Linked DNA regions of Mus musculus: region 2 is linked to region 1. A link is a contact called in public Hi-C data. All regions are on one chromosome and are shown on one strand. The core of a region is the stretch at or near the end of the contact, and the rest is flanking DNA. Distances in the headings are between cores, read along the strand shown.

Region 1 (3,292 bases), core at 380-2,879:
TCAATATTTTTAAATTGAATATATTTCAAACAATATATTCTGATCATGGTTTCCCCTCTCCCAATTCCTTTCAGATCCTCCCCACCTCCCTATCCACACAACCCCAGAGTTACCCCTTTGTGCTCTCATTCTCTCTCTCTCTCTCTTTCTCTCTCTCTCTTTCTCACACACACACACACAAACAGACGAACAAGCCAGAATTTTAAAAAATGTATAAGGAACACAAACACAAAAACAAAATAAAACCCATAAAAATACAAAATTGAAGCCATAATATATAAGCAAAAGACTACTAAGACAGACAAACAGACAAACAAACAAAAGCAAACAAAAGCAAACAAAGCAACGGGACAGAAAAGTTCTACTGCTGCTGGCCCTTAAGTGTGGTTTATACACTCAATGAGACTCCATTGGAGAAAACTGATTTTTCCCTTTCAATTGGATGTCAATTAAAGATAGCTCCTGGGTTAAGGGTGGTGGCTCACATCTGGCTCTGGAGTAGGAAGGGTTTGGAAACACATAACACAGCAGGCAGTTCTCACACTTCTGATAGGAGTGAGCAATGACATTCTGGAATGGCGCCCAGGCCAGGCTGCCATGGTACTAGGGGCACAGTGACTTGCCAACCATCTGGACGGTGACTAGACGCCCAAAAGAAAAGATAGCCCAGAGCTGGAACCCAGTGAGGCAGGCAGGAGGACTGCACAGCTGGGCAGAGAAGTGCACATCTGACAATGGGCATCCGGGGAGCAGCCATTAGTCTTGCCTGAACTCAGCTCACATTCCCATGGGAGGTGTCAGTCATTTCCTGAAGCCACAGGTGGGCAGACAGTACGTAGGCTCACCTCACAGATAGAAACCAGAGCTCAAAGGCCCAAAGAGGGGACAGGAAGGTGGGACTGTGCTAGCATAGGTCTGAAGGGTCCTGATAATCAAATCCATGTCTCTGATTCTTGAGGAAATAGTGACTAACAGTGTTGCGTTTGCCATGACAGATCATATTTCTGTAGATTTATTTGTTTGTTTGAACTAAACTGTCCTTTCTGTAGTCGTAGGACAAAACTGTGGAGGAGGCCCTGAAGCCCCATATCCTCAGACTCCCTTCCATTCCTCTTGTCTAACCTCCCTTTCTTCCCACACTCAATTATAACCAGTCCTCGGGGCTTCCCAGATGGCCAGTCTCTGCCCCCTCGATAGCTTCCATCTTTAAGTATTTTAGGAGGTGTTTATGTCCTCTCTAGTTATTACCCCCACCCCCACCCCACATACTCAACTATAAGCTGCATAAAAGCAGCTTTACATAGGGGCATAGCCCCAGTGCCTATAAACAGAGCCTCACACATCATAGGTTCTTAATATATGTTTAAAGAACCAGGCAAGTCACTTACACAGAAGTTATGGAGGCTGCCCATGTTCCTCCCTGCAGTGTAACAGAGCTGTAAAAGAAGAGGGCCCTTTTGGAAAACAGAAATGTGCTGCGAAGAGGAAGAGAAGATTTGCTGAGCCCTTATTCCAGGGCCAAGCACCAAGCTAGGTAATTAACATATATTATCCATGACAATGGCTGTGCCGGTAGCTGCCCTGCGACAAGTTAATAATTAATCCAAAGCAATTGGTCTCTAGTAAAGGAATGGGAGATATAAAAAAGGAGTTTGAGTCTGAGATGGACTTTTCTGAGTACCTATCTTAGCACTCTGTAGCTTTATAGCCTTTAGCCACTTACACAATCAAAACTTAACCCTTGCCTACTTGTAGGAGGGATTGCTTTAGACATCACAACTGCTCAGTTATGACTAGGGAGGCTGCCACTGCCCAGGTGGGAGGTCTCCAAGTCAATGGGACTTTTATGTACCTTCCCCTACAGATATAAGTATGGATGGAAGATCCTTTGTGAAGACATGGCCAGGTGAAGTTGTTGATGCCTTTCATCTAGAAAAAAAACGACGCTGAGGAATTTTTAAGGACCAAAAGTAGCCATGGATATGTCTAATGATACCTGGGGAATAATTCTAGGTGTGATTTTTGGTCACCTATATTTGACTTAAGTCAGATTCATAAACAACTCATGTGGCTTCCAGTGAAGCTATTACATGACAACGTTGCTGGTCTTCTCTAAGATCCAGCTGTGATGCAAGATCATTTCCACTGCCAAACGGCCTCTGGCCCTGAGATCACCGGGCAGAAGAATGGAGTTGAGAAAGCAACCTAGAGACAAATAAGGCCATACAAAGGAGTTGTTCTGAGAGAAGGCCCAAGAGCTGATGAAAAGAGACAGACCAGGCAGTCACTTGCAGAATCAAAACTTAGACCTGATGACGTATTCCCATCTTACACAGGAAGACCTCTCAACATGAGCCCAACTAGGTTTCAGTATCTCTATGGCCAGAGCTATCTGTGTCCAATTCTCCTTCCGGTTCTCTCAGCAACTGTGGTGCATCCCATTTATCCTTCTTCTTTCACATCAATGTACTTCCAGGATGTGTCAATTGGGTGGCTTCCCTTCTTGGTCTTTCCCTTTAATGGCTGCATCAGTTCCCAAAAGGCTCCACTGATCATGTAACCACTGTGGGAATACGATTTCACAGATGAAGAGCCACATTAGAAAGGTCTTGTTGGAACATGAAAACAATCATAGGCCCTTAGATCTCAAGCCCAGGGCATATTTGATGTAAATTGGTGGTAAGAAACTAGGATGAGAATAAGCATATGTACATATGAGAGGGATGTGAATAATGTGAACCAGAGGGTTTGCTTAAATAAACTGAAAGAAAAAATGGTTCCAGTCTTCCATTCCTCCTTCTGTCTAGACCAACTCTAAAGGTACATTGCAACATCTCCCATGGACAGCTGGAGTCTATCTCTCCATCCTCGACACTTGGTGGGCCTTGTGACACAGTATGACCATTGCATGCTCTCTCTTGCTGTCTCTGTCTGGATCCTAACATCAGTGTATGACTTTCCATTTTTGCTGCTCTAACAAAATGTATAAGGAACAAACACACTTCTCACAGTTGTAGCAGCTGGAAGTTCAAGCTGAAGGTTCAAGGTTGGTTTGGTCAGGGCCATTCTCTGCTTCTGAGATGGCAACTTTATGCTGTGTCCTCAGAGTGAAAGGAGGGAAGACCAGAAAAAGAAGCGCTCTCTGAAGCTTCTTTTATAAGGGCATTCATTCGTTCATTCATTCACTCATTCATGGATGAGAGGGACTTTCTCTTTAATGGCTGCATCACTTCCTAAAAGACCCCACTATAGTATATATAACTTGGGCATAAAATTTTACTATGAATCTTGC
Region 2 (3,581 bases), core at 752-3,251, 69 kb after region 1:
CTGACTAAGAAGAGTCATTTCAGAACATTTCACGTTTTTTTGTTTGTTTGTTTTTGGTTTTTGTTTGTGTGTGTGTGTGTGTGTGTGTTTGTTTTGTTGTTGTTCAGGAAGGCAAAGAAGCATGAAAATAAATTAACTATTACATTTAGACTTAAAAGTCTTCCTTGGATATTGTTAAATATGAAGCCATACATGGCAATAACAATATCATATTCAGGTCACTGTACGGAAAGCTGGCACAAAGCCCATACTAATTCTTATTCCGCTTGTTTCTTGGTTCAATCTCAACACATTCACTGGCTCTAGTGCGGCGAGTCTGTTGTGGGCTGACTTCTCTGTTTTGATCATTTCTGAAAACAAGAAAAGAAATGGCATATCAGAAAACAACAGTCATACTCTGTGGGAACTCCTAGTATACTAAGCAGTTACTTTCACATTCATGACTTCGTTAAAACCCACAGTTGCCTCTCTTCTAAAGACAAACCTATAATTTGAATTATTACTATATCATTCTTATTGTGTTAAGTATGAGAACAATGAACTTATAAGGACCAAAGAAAAGAGTCTTTCCCTTGAATCAAAAACCCGTAGCTTTAAAAAGCTGCGTACATACCTGAGTCAAAAGCTGAGTGGTATAGCTATAATTCTAGTACTTGGGAGGCAGAGGAAGGAAAATGTGGTTTTGACTACATCCTGGCCTCCATTGTGAGTTCTAGGCTATCCTGGAAGAAGGTACAAATACTATATCCAGACTTGGTCTCAAAATAACAGAGCTGGGGAGATAACTAAGTCATGGAAATCTTGAGTTCCTTCCCTAGACCTCGGTGGTGGTCTGAATAAGAATGGCCCCCAGAGGCTCCCAGAATTGAATGCTTAGTCATCAGGTAGTAGCAGTACTTGAGAAGGATTAAGAGGTGTGGCCTTGTAGGAAGAAGTGTATCATTGGGTGTGTATGTGGGGTGGGGAGAGGGGTGAGCTTTGAGGTTTCAAAAGCCCCAGGCAGGCCCAGTGTTGGCCCTCTTCCTGTTGCCTGCAGGTTCAGATGTAGAACTCTCAGCTACTTCTCCAGCACCATGTCTGCCTGCATGCTGCCATGCTTCCTGCCATGATAACAGACTAAATCTCTGAAACTGTAAGCCCGCCCCAATTAAACACCTTCCTTTATATGAGTAGCCATGGTCATGGTGTCTCTTCACAGTTAACAGAAACCTTCACTAGGACAAACCTACATTAAAAAGCCAAGTACTTGTAATCCCAGGACTGGGAGGTGGATAGGTGGATAGAGCCTTGGGCTGAGGCTCACTGAAAGCAGGCCTAACTTATTTATTGAGTTCTAGGCCAGTGAGAAATCCTGTCTGTCTCTCTGACTCACACACACACACACACCAAACAAAACCCAAGTCCCCCTTTACAGATAGATGGGCCACACAAATTCCCTCACTTTGGGCAGAACATCAGATAATGACAGAGACAGAGACAGAGAGAGAGAGAGAGAGAGAGAGAGAGAGAGAGAGAGAGAGAGAGAGAGAGAGAAGAGGGAGGAAGGGAGCAAGAGGGATGCTGTGATACTGTGCACTAAGCTAAACTTCTCAGGAGTTTTTTCTTTCATCGTTTATTCTGATGTTGGGAATGGAAGGAATCCTGGGCTTTAATATATTAAGCACATATTTTTTTTTCTTTTACCATTAACTTTGTTGCTGCTATTGTTTGTTTTGTTGAGATAGAGTCTTATTATGTAGCTCTGGCTCACCTGAAAACAATGTAGGCCAGGCTGGTTTGGCTTCTTAAGTACAAGACAAACATGTGAGTCCACACGCACTTATAAATAAGCCTTACTCTTCTGCTGGGTACTCAAGAGGAAGCCTAAAACAGGCCAGAAATAGGAGTGCCTATTGAGACAGCCAGGAGGGAGGCAGAAAGCATGTCTCCCTCCCAGGATGCTTCTCTTCTGTGAAGAATAGGAATGCACTGGTCCCTGGAACTCAGACAAAAGTCTCTGAGCTTCTGATGGAAAAACAAGAGCTGATGATCTCACGGATTCTTTGGCGAAGGCAGTCAGAGCAACCACTAAAACCCAACCAGGCCAACTCCCAGATCGCCTGGCTCAACTCCCCACATTACTGGTTAGACAGAAGTAGGCTCTTTTCTAGGCACAAACATTATTTAGCTCGATCTCAGGCATCCTACACAGGATGTTCAGTCTTAGGCTAAAAATGAAGACAAAGAACAATCAAGAAAGAGACCCTACTGTCATGCACAAAGCAACTGATGCAGAGGCAGCCCAAATACTGGGCCCACCAGACCACATGACCTCAAACATAACTATGACCAGTGATATACACTGAGGGCTCTAACACAAAAGAAAAGGAACATCCAGAGAACTCCCACAGACATGGAAATGATATGAACAAATCAAATGGAAACACTGAAAAGTTCTAAAGCATCAGAGAAGAAATGCTTCTTTAAAGGACAATTACGTATAAAGTATGAAACTGATGAATGATACAGTAAATTTAAAAGATATGTCAGCAAAAAACATCAAACTGGGGGCTGAAGAGATGGCTCAGTGGTTAAGAGCGCTTGCTCCTGAACACAGAAGGGAGCTCTTAACCACCTTTAACTCCAGTTCCAGGGGATTCAATGTTCTCTTCACCCGCAACCTGCGCACACATGACACAAACACCCTCTCTTACACACATACATACATATAAGTAAAAAAAAAAAAAAAAAAAAAAATTTAAGTCCAAACTAAAACAGAAAAAAATTGCATGTGTGTGTACATGACTAGAATCCCTGAAGAAGAAATGACTATAAAATTAATTACAATACTGAGTTTTCTAAAAATCAATTAAAGACATCAAATAGACTAAAGCTAGTTAGTTAGCCCTGCCCCCATTAACAAATAACAAACAGTAAACACCTAGATACATATTCAAAGTGCTGAAAATCTTTGAAGGCAGACAGAGCTAAAGGACATTCCATAGAGGGATAAATAAGATTTCCAGTAGGCTTCGCATCACAAACCAGACAGGCCTTGAGGTGACGCAGTGGTGGCTTGAAAGTGCCAGAAGAAAAACTGTCAACCTAGAAGCCGCTCCCAGCAAAAACAGCTTTTAAAGATGAAAGCTGAGAAGAGACATCACAGACAAAAGCTAGGAGGACTGGTGGCTAATACAATTAAGAAATAACATAAGAAATATTAAGGAAGCTTCCTACATCAAACAAGCACGATCACCGGCTGCCAATCTGCAGCCATTTAACATGCGTAGGAGTAAATACACCACAAGGGGACCAGGAACAGAAAGTACGGCATGGAAACACTGCTGTTGGTTCTCATAGATCTGAAGGCATCAAGAATACGTCAAGAATTAGGAAAGCCCTAAGAGAACCAAGGGCAAACGATTAGTTGGCCCGACAGCTTCACCAACACCAGAGAGGGCGATAGGCTAGGCTTCTGCAGAAAGTGGTTTGTGTTTTAGCACAGGCAGAGAGCATCTGAGACATCTGAGCTGCTCCAAGCCTGGTTCCCACAAGGCAACACCAGAACAGGCAAGCATTGTGTTGGGAAACTTTTTAATGCC

Evidence for each region. A called contact is a pair of places that touch in the nucleus more often than the background predicts.
Region 2: a contact with region 1 is called in a Hi-C map of uterus, with 4 times the contacts expected there. The contact joins two enhancer-like sites. A contact is called at or near these places in 5 of 484 Hi-C or Micro-C datasets (bone marrow-derived macrophages, embryonic retina, myeloid progenitors and 1 more) and 1 of 115 datasets of contacts at active chromatin or transcription factors (embryonic stem cells).

The regions. Positions count from the first base shown.
Region 1 is chr6:112,552,137-112,555,428 of GRCm38.p6, forward strand. No RefSeq gene overlaps it. Among named protein-coding and RNA genes, the nearest start is that of Gm35706, 7.5 kb to the left of the region's middle. Within about 2 kb of position 1,630, at least 18 of the 459 cell types and tissues checked have an H3K27ac peak or open chromatin away from gene starts, as enhancers often do. A contact at or near this core is called in uterus, where this site is marked.
Region 2 is chr6:112,620,555-112,624,135 of GRCm38.p6, forward strand. Rad18 (RAD18 E3 ubiquitin protein ligase) reads right to left here. Exons shown (of 12, transcript NM_021385.2): 12 at 1-350. The coding sequence ends at 251. Among named protein-coding and RNA genes, the nearest start is that of Gm23002, 29 kb to the left of the region's middle. Within about 2 kb of position 2,002, at least 14 of the 459 cell types and tissues checked have an H3K27ac peak or open chromatin away from gene starts, as enhancers often do. A contact at or near this core is called in uterus, where this site is marked.